2 separate regions of the Mus musculus genome follow, and region 2 is linked to region 1. A link is a contact called in public HiChIP or PLAC-seq data. All regions are on one chromosome and are shown on one strand. The core of a region is the stretch at or near the end of the contact, and the rest is flanking DNA. Distances in the headings are between cores, read along the strand shown. Region 1 overlaps Itpr2 (inositol 1,4,5-triphosphate receptor 2). Region 2 holds the start of Itpr2 (inositol 1,4,5-triphosphate receptor 2).

Region 1 (6,931 bases), core at 2,392-4,891:
GCTCATCTGGCTTCTGAGTTCCTGGGGACCATGACACACATGACCAGGATCATGACACACATGACCAGGATCATGAGACTCATGACAAAGCAGATAAAACAGGTACAAGGTGACCCTCAGCCTCCACCAGCCAAGAGACTGCTGAAACCACAGAAATAGATGAAACTCAAATACAGAGTATGAAGGAGGAGGATCTAATACACACCTTTGGCATGTATGTGAAGAACTAAAAGAAATTAAATTCATTACTAGAGTCTGGCTGTAAGACAAACACACACATGTATATGTATATGTAATGTATATGTATATGTGTGTATGTGTGTATATGTATACATGTACGTGTGTATATGTGTATGTATGTATATATGTATGTATGTATACATGTATATATGTATATGTATGACTGATGAAGCCTCTATCCAGCAGTATACAGGCTGACTGCTTAAGTTTACATGTGTGCAGATGCACATGTGTGTACAGGCGTGTGGAGGTCAACCTCAGCTGTCACTCTTTGATCACAATACACTTTGATTTTTGAGACACTGGCCTAGGGTTTGCAGATTCTGCTAGACAAGCTGACCACCGAGCTCCAGGAATAGCCTTTCTCCACCTCCCTAGCAACAGAGTTACAAGTGCACACCCTGCTCACGCTTTTTGACATGGGATCTAGCGATTGAATTCCAGTCCTCACTCACCTAGCAAGCACTTCAGCCCTGAGCCTGCTCCCCAGCCTCTCTTGAGATACTGTGGGTCATTCTATGGGTTACTCTTTGCCCTGCAATGTGGAGATGCAGTCCAAACGCACGCTATGTTCAGTGAGCTTGTGATTTGTTAGCATTGGCTTTAACATGTTCAAGTGAGAAAGCTTAAAATGACCGTAATCCAAAACCACAGTCACTCAGGGTCCCCATAAAGCTCTACGGAAAGCTGCTGCTCGTAACCACAAAACCACAAAACCACAGTCACTCAGGATTACCCCCATAAAGCTCTACGGAAAGCTGCTGCTCGTAACGTGATGTAAGATGTCCGGCAGTGCCGTCAAACCGCCCGTCAGACCGGGCTGGGATCTGAACCCACGGCCCCGTGCATGTTGGGCAAATGCTTTACCACTGAGCTCAAGCACTGGCTTGGATCGGCTCCTGAATCTCAAGAGGGAACCGTCTCTGGCCTGCGCTGGGTTAGATCACTTCTGTAGGGCAGCACAATCAAATACTGCATTCACTTTAGGAATAAAAGTCTTGCTATCTCAAAAAAAAAAGAAATGCTGGGATTAACATCTGCTAGTTTGTGGTTATTTTTTTCAATGTTAACAATTCTGGCTAATGTTATGAATGATGGATTAAAACCAAAAGCCTTTCAGGTATAGGACTCATGTATATTATCCTAGCACTCAAGAGGCTGATGCAGGAGAAATGCAGTTTGAGGTCAGCCTGCCACAGTAAGACCAGATTAAAGAAGAAAATAAATATTAGAGTGACTGAATATGAGCAAAGTACACTATTCATCCGGGATTGTCATAATGAAACTTATCATGTTGTGTGCTAATTAAGATTAATTTAAAAGGGAAAGAAAACAAAGCATGGGCCAGTGAGGTGGCACAGTGGGTAAAGGTGTTTGCAGCATGAGCCTGGTGGCTTGAGTTTGATCCCCAGAACCCACATGGTGAGACGAGAGAACATCTCACATATGCACACAGTAGCATGCACGTGCCCCTCCCCACACACACCTTGCATGAACAATAAATTAATATTTTAATGAAGATATCAAAAGCATTAATGCTCTATTCTTAATTACAGCCTGTGTTTCCTATGACTGCATAAAGAGAAGAGTAATTTAAAATTATCTGCCCCAGGATGATGTCATGATTCACATATCAGCATTGTCTCAAGAATCTTCACTTCTACTGTTCAATATTGACTTTTGTTCAATAGGATGAAAAAAGTGGAGATAACTTGAGGGAGCTCACCAGACAAGGCACAAGAGTCTTAAGTAAGTCATCAAGAGACTAAGAAATGATTCCCCTCTCTCTAGAGCAGTGTTTCTCAACCTGTGGGTCATGATACCTTTGGCAAATCTCTATTTCCAAAAATATTTCCATTATGATTCATAACAGTAGCAAAATTACAGTTATGAGGAAGCAATGGAAATGATTTTATGGTTTAGTCTGGGGTCACCTCAACATGAGGAACTGTTTTAAAGGGTTTCAGCATGAGGAGGGTTGAGAACCATTGCTCTATAGCCTCGTATAGAACAAGACCTATTTCTAACTATTGCTACAAACAATGGTTTAACCTTGCACACAGCAGCACCACCCAAAACAAGAGAAGATTTTCTCAACACAGGAAAAAAATTCATCATGAGGTTGAACTTCACAACAGAGGCTTAGATCACCAAATTCAATTTCAATACATTCTTGACTTTCACTCTTACGCTCTGGATAGACAGACAACCTGGCTATACAAGCCTACTGCCCTGGCCTCATCTAAAAGATGGCTGCCTCTTAAACTGGACATCTCTCTGATCCTTGCTCACCAGCCCTACCTGCCCATCATTTTCTTATAGTCAATATGTCTGATTAAAACATCATCTGTAGAGGGTTAGCATGCAATACCAAGGAGGAAGCCAGCTCTTGGGCATGCAATACCAACGAGGGAATCATCACACACAGAGCCCACCTTTCCACATGGGCCCATGCTACCTGATGGTCTTGAAGAACAACCAAGACACAAGAACCACAACTACATTGTGACCATAGGTAAAAGTCAGGATTACTCCAGAGAAAATGGAACCTACTGTCACAACCAACAAGCATAAATAGATGCTCTGTCTACACTTGAGAGTTCTAAAGAAAGCCGACAGAACCAGGGCAGCAAGCAAAATCCTGCAGCAGAACAGAAGGTAGACACCATAAATCGGCAGTTCCTCAACCTGTGGGCCACAACCCTCTGAGGGCTGAACTACCCTTTCACAGGGGCCACATATCAGATATCCTGCGTATCCGATGTTTACATTATGATTCATAGCAGTAGCAAAATTACAGTTATGAATTAGCAATATTTATGCAATATGAGGAACTGTATTAAAGGGTCACAGAGGTAGGAAGGTTAAGAACCACTGTCATAAATGAACAGAAGAGAGGTTGAGAGAATAGTGAGCAACTCATAAATGGAAGAGGGGACCAGCCAATGGTCCAGACATTATACTAAGAACTTTAAACACCTCTTTGAATTTAACCTCCAAAGCGAGTCTACAAAACACATATAATTACCCTCACTTTAGAAGTGAGCTAAATGAGGTTATCTGTCCACGACCATACAGCCTGCTAACATCACCCAAACGGCAAAAACAGCTGAGTCACAATGACAGCACACACCATGACATAAGGCTCTGAAAAAAGTGTGTGCAGTGTGTGCATTCTAGGGGAGTGTGAAAGAAAGTTCTAGAAAGAAAATTTATGCTACATTTACGTTTCTATTCTTAATTCTTTTGTGTATGTTGTAAATGAATACAGTTCAGCACTATGGGCACATGTGCAGAGCATAACTGTGTGCCTACTATGCTCCTGGCTGTGGTGTGCCATTATCTGAGAATTACTGCCTTTGCCATCACAGCACTGCGATGACCTACAAGACTGGCCTGTTGATTGTTGATGTTTCCTCATGGATGGGATAAGAAGGTTCCCCAGGGCCTCACCTGAGGTAACAGCCACTCCCGACTGTATCGTGATGTTAGGAGGTGCTAGAGCAGTGGCTCTCAACCTTCCTAATGCTTCAACCATTTTAATGAAGTTCTTCATGTTGTGGTAACTCCCCCAAACCATAAAACTGTTTTGGTTGCTATTTCATAACTGTAATTTTGCTATTGTTGTGAATCATAATGTAAATATTGGATACGCAGATATTAACCTTAGGCAACCCATGTAAAGGGGTCATTCATCCCCCAAGGGGTCGTGACCCACAGATTAAGAAACACTGTATCTGTGGGTGGATGGTTCACCTCAGAGCAGTGAGTCTATGCAGATGCAGCCATGAATAAGAACTTTGCAGTGGTGCAGCACTTTTTTTGGGGGGGGGGTGGTTACCCACACTCCTCACCCAAGCTCCTATAAGTAAACCTACTGAACTCATTGGTTGACTATGGTGGGCTTGGGTGGGATTGTCTCTTTGATGCCCACTCTGGGGTGGATAGGTATTTGTTCGTGTCCCCCCACCCATGAAAAGATAACACTCACTTTTTTGTGATAGAACATCAATTAAAAAAAGTCAAAAAAGGACTGTACCCCAAGTTCAAAGTAGCAGATAACCATGTCTTCAGGGATGAGTTTAATAGTTGCTGTGGTATCCAGAGGACCAGCCCCAAACTCCTCAAACAAGGCCCAGGTAGTGTGACCAAACTGGCTTCTAGCTTCCATCCCTTCTCTGTGTTTTCACAACAAACTTCCATCAACTCGAGTCAACCAAGCTTGAAATGCCTAAAACATCACCTCATACCTGAAGTTTCAAACATCCAAAACCCAGACATAAAATTATCAGAACCACATGGAAAATCCCTCACAATTACAGAGCTGCTTGTCTAGCATAGGTAGTAGTAATAATTCATGCTCATGGGTAAATGGGTCCTTTTGTGGGGAAGGCAAGCAAGGTTTTACTAAGGAATAAAATAACAGCTCACTGCAGTATGAAGGAGTCCCCAGTGGATTACCCCAGACTTCTTTAACAGTCAAGAGCTGTGGAGATGGTTCAGTGGGTGCTGCCAAATGTGAGGCCCTGAGTTCAAGTCCCACATGGTGGAAGAAGAAAGCCAACTCTCTTCAATTGTCCCCTGTCCCCCCCCCCATGTATGCCATGGCGTATGTGTACACATGCACAAAATGAATAAATATAATCTAAAACTTTTTTAGCCTTTTAAAATTTCATAGTAGGCATCTCAAATCTTACAGGCTAAGTGTGGTGGCACACACTTTAATCCCATCATTGGGAAGGCAGAAGCAGACAGACCTCTGTGTGTTCAAGTATGGCTTGATTTACGTAGTAAGCTCCAAGCCAGCCAAAATAACATAAGAGACCCTGTCTCAAAAAATAAATAAAGATTGAAAACTCATTATAATTTTATCAGGCCTCTTGGTTAATAAAGCCCTCACAGAGCTTGAGCCCCTCTGTCCTCTCAGCTGAGTCCTCTTGGTTTGATAACGCTTAGCCAGTTCTCCTAGCTTCATGTAAGTCTTTGGATTCAGGAACTTAACCCAACTGTTGCTCTCTCGCTGCCTATCTGATAAAACTCATCAGAAGCACCTGGTGTTGTGATAACATTTTTTTTTTTTTTTTTAGTCAGAGTCCTTACAAAAACAACCCCTGCGGAATGTGGAGGATGTGAAAACCAGAGCGGGTGGCTGGCTGCTAAGACAGTCTACAAGTTCAAACGCAGCTCTGAGAGGAATTGGAATAATTGCTTTGGTTCACTGTAGTGCCAGGGATAGCAATATCTACTAAAATATGGTTTAAAAGAAAAGCACCCAAATTAAAAACTCCAGTGAGTTCCCCTCTGCAGCCTTCTTGTCCTGAGGGCTGCCCCCATCATCCCGTCATCTGTAGAAGGCCTCCACTGCTCCCTCTACTCTTTCCTTAAATCCCATCTCCCACTTCTACCCTTCTTTCTGCCTTCAGACTCTGTACATGCAAGCTCACTCTAAGTACTCAATACAAATAGGCATTCATGAGGATGGGACAGGCAGATATCTGTGAATTCAGGGCCAGCCTGGTCTACATAGTGAAAGAGGCAGAGAAGGAAAGAAGGAGGGTGGGAGGGAAAGAAGGAGAGAAAGAGGAAATTAGGCTCAAGTCTTCACAGATTGGACCCTGGAAGCTGGCACTCCAGCAGGACAGAGCAGCTGGCCCAGCACATCTGCTAAAGTCATGTTACCGGCAGCAACCTGCACAGTCATGCCTCCGTGATCCCTGGCTCCCTTCTAGAACTGGGCACCTGAACTAGCAAAGGCTTTTCTATGTTTTCTTCAGTGCACATACAATTAGCTTTTCCAGTCCTGTCAGAGGCCTGAGGCAACCTACAGAAATGGCTCACTGTTCTCTTGACCCAAAAGATCCAATAAAACCATGCAAATCAGTAGCGTCAAATGTCCTCATTAAGAATGCTGTGAGACTGCCCAGGCCGCCAGAGGTAAACACAGAACCATCCACCATGTCTGAAAGATGCTTCTGTAAGGAAGCTCCATGTGCTATGTGAAGGTGCAGTCACTGTCCTCACGCCGAACAGTGGGAGGGCGGCCCCAGAAGAGTGCATAGAGTACTGCTTAGGTAGATGACTAGGGGATGAGGACTTAGGGGTTGACTGGTCAAGGCTCCCGAGATGTGCCCCCAAGCCTACAGAGCTCAGAATCAAAAAAAAAAAAACCCGGGAAACACGGATATGATCCTGGTGGGAAAGGAACAAATCCAGAAGAGGAGGCTGTGCAGAAGAGATGTCCCAGAAGAAAGGAAGAAGCCGACCTCATAGTTTCATAGAATAATGCATTTGTTCTCATTTCTATTCGCTGCCAAGAGAAATTCAGCAAAACTTAAATAGTCTCTCAAGCAGCAGTTTATGTTGCCTCTGTGAAGAGTACAAACTGGCAGGGGTCTCCTCCAGGACTGAGGTCCCGAAGACAAGTGTGGATTCTCCCGGCATCTCCAGCTAACCCAGTGTCTATTGAAGTGATCACAAGTAAAGTGTTCAATGAATGCTGGAGGCTGGGGGGAGGAATCCACTTGTGGCCAGGTGGAGGTAACTGGGCCATATCCATTACATAACTAACGTGGCAAAATGTCCCATCTGAGAAATGCCAAAGTCATCCCTTCACATTTGTCTGACAAGGATCTAATTTATGCACTGGAATCCAAATTCAAACGAGTCCTGAGCTTCTCTTTTTCCATGTAAA
Region 2 (6,799 bases), core at 2,159-4,658, 47 kb after region 1:
AGACATACATGTGGGCAAAACACCCAAACACATAAAATAATAAAATAAAATACTTTCTAAAAAATATTTTATTTGGCTCGGCCAAAGACCTTTCTGGTTTCTCAAGCTAAATAATGTCCTATACTTTGAAACCATGCATGAAAAGATCACGTGAGTGTAGCATAAAAGGGGATGGGAAGGTACAATGGAGGGCGGGAGGGAAAGGGGAAAGAATGGGGAAGAATTGGGGAAGCAAAACAAAGAATGTTTGGAAAGTACCATGATGACTCCTAATTCTGTATAAGCTAGAAAAAGAGAGAAAGAAAGAAAAACTTTAAAAAAATTAACCAAGAATAGCCATAAACAAAGCAATAAAAGGAACCTACAAAATAATAATCGTCCCAGTGACTTAGAATAAAGGTCTTAATTTTTTAATTTTAAGTCTCTTCCAAAGGCCTGCATGTTACAGGTGTGGTCCTTACCTCCAGTCGATAGTGGATAGAGAACTAAAGAAGTCATAAGAGGAAGGGCCTAGGTGGAAAGCCTCTATCTTAGCTTGCTTTTCTGATACTGTGATAAAACACTAATCAAAAAGCTACTTGGGTTTATTTAGCCTTATAGGCTACAGAGTCATGGATGAACTCAAGACATCATCAGGTCAAGCGCTCTGGGCAGAAGCCTAGAGGCAGGAACTGAAGCAGAGTAAAGAAGAGCTGCTGTCTGACTTGCTCTCCATGGGTTTCTCAGCCTGTGTTCTTATAGAGCCTAGGACCACCTTCCTGGGACCACCTGCCTGGGACCACCTGCCTGGGACCACCTGCCTGGGACCACCTGCCTGGGACCACCTGCCTGGGACCACCTGCCTGGGACCACCTGCCTGGGACCACCTGCCTAGGATCACCTGCCTGGGACCACCTGCCTGGGTTTGGAACCTCCAACCCGTGAAAGGCCCTTTGAACAACATTCACCAAGGGCAAGAAAATGTATCAGGGGGGTCAGCAACGACTGTAACCAGCCTTGGAAAACCTGTTGATTTGGGCGTGAGGGCAATCACACGCATGACCTCTGAAGTTCTATAAGCTATTGGAACCCCTGAGAAGTCTATTTCAGAAAACAAATATCCAATCAAAGTGCCAAGCTCCACCCAGGGTAGCATGTTCAAGACTCTACAACTTGAACTCTGCCTTGCGGTCATCTTAACATTATTACTTCACGAACAGGGAATGACACAGTCTGCAAACACATCCTAAGGAAACTCCACTATCAAATCACCACCGAGAAACACAGACTACAATAAGCACTTTTGATTGCCACCGAGCACACCACAGCAACAGCCATTCATGCTGGTTTTCTGTGTCTACAGTTATTATTGAAAGCAGAACAGGACACACTTGGCGGGGCGTCTGAGGCAGGAGTAGAGTCCTGGCTTTGGACACAAATACCCTCTGTTCCTTGAGTCGGTCACTTCTCTTGGTCCCCATCTCCTGGTCCCAACGATGCCTACTGTGGAGCTGACCTCCTCAGCCCTTCCAGTGTTTGCTTTGTACGCTATCCACATTCGACCTTGCAAGTGACCCTTGAACTCTTGCCTGGTCTGGGTGGTGATAATTACTGCATCAGCTAATTAACTTATGAATGTAGTCATTACGGCTTTGCCGTGGTAAGCACTTTGCCTCTCTTACCTCTTTCCTCCCCACACCCCTATGCAGAAACCACTGTGAGTTCCATTTTTAAACTCAGGAGATGTAGCCCAGATAGATTTCATAACCTGCCCAGGGTCATAAGGTTTGCAAACCAAAGGGTGGGGATCCCAGCACAAACCTTCTGTTTCTAGAGCCCCTCCTTTTAGCTGCTAAATGGTGACACCTTTCATGCCTACCAAGTTTGACAGGATTCATCAATGAAGCACTATCCTGGACCCAGACTAGACTTGGACTGTGAATTCTTTCAGAAACAACTGGATCAAGCAGAAACACTTGGACTAAGTACTTCTTTCACACTTCAATCTCAGGAGCAAATAACATGGAAAAGATATTCAATTAAACCTTCCTTCCCACAATCTGTGGGGAAATGAACAAAGAACAGGAACTGTGGAGCCACTGGTGTCCTCCAGAGAAGGCACTGGGCACGCAACACAGTCACAGAAAGGCTCTCTCCCTCACAGCCCGGGGGACAGGACTCCAATACCTAACAGCTGAGAGCAGTCACCAGCCTCAATCTCCTCAGATAAGACAGTCTGAGGCAAGTCCTGTGAAGTAACCAAAAACTACCTGTGCACTAAAATATATCATAGAGTGCAATTAACTGTTCACCAGCGCGAACACCATGAAGGAATTTTCTAGAAACCAGAAATGGTCCTAACCTAACTAACACGCTGCTTTTCTGTATGATATACATCAGTATTTCCCCAGTTCATATACAAACTCGAATCACAAGGGCCTTGCAGTAGGCTGAACTCCTTTCACTGGGCGAAGGGGATGGACAGGGAGAGAGAATAGCTGAGTTCTAGAACCCTGGCTGCCCAGGAGGCCAGTTTTGGCAAAGCCTGAGGAGTGAGTCCTCCTTTGGCAAGGCCAAAAGGAAATTACTTCAGCGAAGAGGGGCTGGTAATCTCCTCCAGCAGGACAAAGCCACATTTGCGCGGTGCACATCGCCTACTTTCATGGCCAAAGCCTGGGACTTCAACCCACCCTTCTTTCCAGCCGCGCGCTGAGAACGGGCCATAGGGAAGATGAGGAGAAAACACACATTTTAATCAAAACAAGGCAGGGAAGGCAGGCTCGCAGGGCCTGTCTGGGGCGTGCGAACCACTTCCTCTTCTCGGATGTGTCTCGGGTTGGAGATTATGAAGTTGCTGAGAAGCGCTCGCGGCTTCCTGCGCGCTGAGACCTAGGGGACCCGGGGCTGTCCCAGGCGCAGACCCCAGACAAGCCGCGCGCCAGAGGGACAGGGACCCGAGTTGGCTGGCGCTGCTCAAAGCACGTCCTGCTTACCCCAGGGTGCTGATGAAGCCATTGACCGAGCCCTCCGCGTACAGGGACACGATGTCCCCAATGTAGAGGAAGCTGGACATTTTGTCAGACATGCTGCTTCACGCTCCTGTGGCTGTCCCTGCTGTCTCCGCTGCACGCAAGGGTGAGCTCAGGCCCGCTGGGTCAGAGGGGTCCAAGCAGCTCTGCTCGAGGAGCGGCAGCGAGGCCACCGCTGGGGACACTGCGATGGCCCCGCGCCGCCGTCGCCGCCCCTGCCCAGCAGTAGGTTTCCTGTTCCTGGCGAAGTTCTGTCCTACACCTTCGCTCCTCCTCCCTGGCCCGCGAGCCCTCTGCGTCCCCACAGTTCGCTCCCGGCCTGAGCGGAGCCTCTAGGTCCCCTTGGGGGACTCTTTAGACCAGGTGGCGGTGCCCACGGACCGAGAGGGCGGGGAGAAGCCCCGGGGAGGGGGGCGCGTGGCCAATCAAGCCTGGGCGGCCAGGGGCGGAGCGGGGCCGGGGCGGGGCCAGTTCTCGGGGGACGGGCCACCCCGAAGCGGCCAGGACAGAGGCGTGGGAGCCACGCTGGGCGGCGCTGCGGGGGTAACGGGGACTCAGCCGGGGGCATTGGTTCTGGCTCAGGGTGATCTTGGAGGGGCAGCCCCGAGACCAGCAGCGACAGTCTGGAGTGACTCCGGGAGGGGAGGGAAGACGACCCCAAGGACCCAGGAGAGACCCAGGACTTTCCAGATGCGGGCTGGGAAGGGGTGCAGTGCAGCCAGCGTAGACAGGACGACCCGGAGCGCGCAGAGACAATCCCTATTTGCAAAAGGCAAGGGACTTAGAGGGGTTTGGAGGAAAACTGCCGACACGAGGGTTCAGATGGAACCGGCCTTGAGGGACGCCGACTGGAAGAGGGCGCAGAGCAACCACGCTGCTTGGAACTTGGCGCGCCGGTGACAGTCCAGCTGAGAGTAGGAGCCCGCAGGCGATGGGGGTGGGAGGGGGTGGGAGTAGGGTGGGTGAAACGCTGTGGTGTTCGCACCACCACGCAGAGGCCTGGAGAATCCTGACCGTAAAAGCTGGAGTCTGAGTGGATGTATGTTTTGAGTGGAAAAGTTAATTGAGAGGGAGGAAAGGGTTGAAGAAGACACAAATGAAGAGAAGAGGAAAGGAGGAAACACTCCTGTGGAGCTGTTCTTGGATCCTGTTTTTCTTAAGTTCATGACTGGATAAAAGGATCCAGCAGCTGCAGCTGCTATGGTGACCACCCTGGTGACCGTCAGTGGGTGGGTCAGCGATGGCAGTGAGGGCTCACAAGTGAGGGTAACTGGGTTCCATCTCCAGGAACCGGTGACAGCCTTTGTAACCCCCCCCCCACACACACACACACAAGGTTATAATAAATAAAACTGGAGGCAGGACATGAGTGGGAGCAACCCCTCTGTTGTGTGTCAGTCCACCTCTAGAGTACTGTTTTAGAAATGTTTGGTCCTACCCTGTGGAAGATACTGAAGAGGCGAATGCCGTGATCAAACCACAGCTGACCAAAATCAGAGTTTAGGGGAGTTTTGCCTTCCAATTCAAAGATGCCTGGGATGGAAAGGTTTTAGACAGCAAGGAACAGAAAGGAAATGCCAGTCTCGAGTCTTGGTGTGGGACAAACCCCACCTTGTGTAGAAGCAGTGTATTCTCATTTCCAATGCCTCTCTTCCTTTTCCTCTCCCTCCCACCAACTGAGCCACATCACCAGCCCACAGATCTGGTGACTTAGTAGGTGAGAGGTGCCCATTAGGAGTTGTCCTGTCTACGTTCATATTGGTGTTGGGAAACAAGGGATGGGCTCTGAGTTATAAAATCTCTAGGTGAAACAAGATGGGTCTGGGATGGAGGCATCTGCTATCCAGAGCATTGGAAGTTGTGTTCTGAGATGGCCCAATGGATGCTCAACAATTGCTGGCCTAAACCTGGAAGGTTTTCTTATACAAAGTCAGGCCAACAGGAACAAAATGGGTGTGTGACTGTTTCTCCTGACAAACAGATAACGTGCCAAGCTGGGTTCCCAAGTTCTGGCTTCTTGTGAGACCAGCCTCAACCCAGAGTAGGGCCCCCTAAAACCAAGAGTCCCAGGACAGGAGTCCAGTTACCTAGGGTAAGACGCCATCATCCCGAGGTACCTCTCAATACCTTCCCTTGCCTGGGGCTGCTTCTCTGACTCTTACATGCCTGGATGCTTTTTCTCCTGCAGCTCTTAATCTGATCTCTCTGCTTCTCCATCATGGTGACTCTCCTCCTTCTTCTTCCCATTCTCCTTTGCCCAGGAAATCTAAAAGTCCCGCCTCTGTCTCCCTGCCCAGCTGTTGGCCGCTGGCAGCTCTTTCTTTCACCAATCAAAGCCAACTGGGGGCAGGAACCTTCAGTCTCTTACAGGTATACATACCGGTTCCTGTGTATTAAATTTGTATTAATTACAAGTAGCATTAGAACCAACCCCAACAGGTCTGAGCTGAGGGTTGTCATCACTCTGGAAGAGGACAGTGCATTAGTAAGTTTTCTCGTTGCAGTGATGAAACACCTGGGAAAAGCAACTTAAAGAGAGAAGGTTTGCTTTCCCTTGGGGTTTGAAGGAAGGCATGGCGGCAGGAACCCAGGGCAGCTGTTACATCTACTGTAAGGAAACAGACAAATGAGCTCAGGTATCTGTCCTGTTCACCCCCCCCCCTTTATTCAGCCTGAGACCCCCGTCCCATAGAATAGAGTCACATTTAGAATGGGTCTTCCCTCCACAGTTAATCATCTCTGAAAACACCCACACATGCCCAGGGGTGTGCCTCCTAGGCAACTCCAAATGTAGTCAAGTTGACAATGAAGATTCACCCACCACATGGGTAGATAAGGGCAGGGCCCAGGACACGGGGTTCAAGCAAACCTTGACAAAGGCAAAGGCCTCACTGAGGAATTACCTGTTCTTTGTTGTTGTTTTAATAATCTCAAATTTGTGAAAGACTTTTTCAAAATAATACAGTGCATTCATCAATATTTATAATTTATCACAAGTTTTATGGCTGTCTTCACACACACTACACACTCAAACATATACACACTCACACACATACACACGCTCACATACACTCACACACAAACACACACACTCACACATACATACATACACACACTACACATACATGCACACACTCATACACATATTCACACACACACACATCTTCAGGATCTTTTGATGTAGATAGCAAATATCATGACGATTTACCTGTCATTACTGCGAGTCTCTCATGCAGTATTAAGGAACAAAATTCAAGTGTCTAAGAAATTTGATACTGGTATAAACTTTTATCTAAGCTGTCTTTATTCCAGTGTGGCCAGTTGTCCATCCCAGGACAGATTCCTGTCCAGGGTCATATAGTTCATTCACATGTTCCTAAGTTCTTTTAATTGTGACAATCCTCAATCTTCGGCTATATGATATCTTTTGTAACATTTTTATACTTGAAAAATACAGTTAACTTATTTCTTAGTCCATCCCTCACTGTTGTTTACCTGATATTTTCCCAGTTGGATCAGGTTAAAATTTTCCAGTCAGAATGCTACACAATAGGTGGCCTGTGCACCCCAGAACACTCTAACCTCAGGGAAACACAACCATCTGTCATCCAAATAATATTACCCTTGTTCATTCTTTGGTACACGATCCAAAGCTAGAACTCATGTAATGTGGCCTATAAGAAGCAATCTATTTACCTGGGGAAAATTCCAGAAATAAGGGCCAATCACAAGGCAGCAGAAATTCGGATTTTTCTGTCAAAAATGCTGTCTAAACTATTTCCTGACCTTTA

Evidence for each region. HiChIP or PLAC-seq counts read pairs in DNA pulled down with a chosen protein or histone mark.
Region 2: a contact with region 1 is called in an H3K27ac HiChIP or PLAC-seq map of the HPC-7 cell line, with 5 times the contacts expected there. The contact joins the promoter of Itpr2 here to the enhancer-like site in region 1. A contact is called at or near these places in 1 of 15 datasets of contacts at CTCF or cohesin (the NIH/3T3 cell line), 5 of 484 Hi-C or Micro-C datasets (CD8 T cells, the G1E-ER4 cell line, brain and 2 more), 7 of 115 datasets of contacts at active chromatin or transcription factors (the HPC-7 cell line, the SCID.adh cell line, double positive thymocytes and 3 more) and 1 of 9 other capture datasets (adipose tissue).

What each region holds. Positions count from the first base shown.
Region 1 is chr6:146,451,665-146,458,595 of GRCm38.p6, forward strand. The region is part of intron 2 of Itpr2 (inositol 1,4,5-triphosphate receptor 2); the gene reads right to left. Among named protein-coding and RNA genes, the nearest start is that of Itpr2, 47 kb to the right of the region's middle. Within about 2 kb of position 3,642, at least 29 of the 459 cell types and tissues checked have an H3K27ac peak or open chromatin away from gene starts, as enhancers often do. A contact at or near this core is called in the G1E-ER4 cell line, the HPC-7 cell line, double positive thymocytes and 1 more, where this site is marked.
Region 2 is chr6:146,498,815-146,505,613 of GRCm38.p6, forward strand. Itpr2 (inositol 1,4,5-triphosphate receptor 2) reads right to left here and starts at 3,409. Exons shown (of 57, transcript NM_019923.4): 1 at 2,973-3,409. The coding sequence starts at 3,064.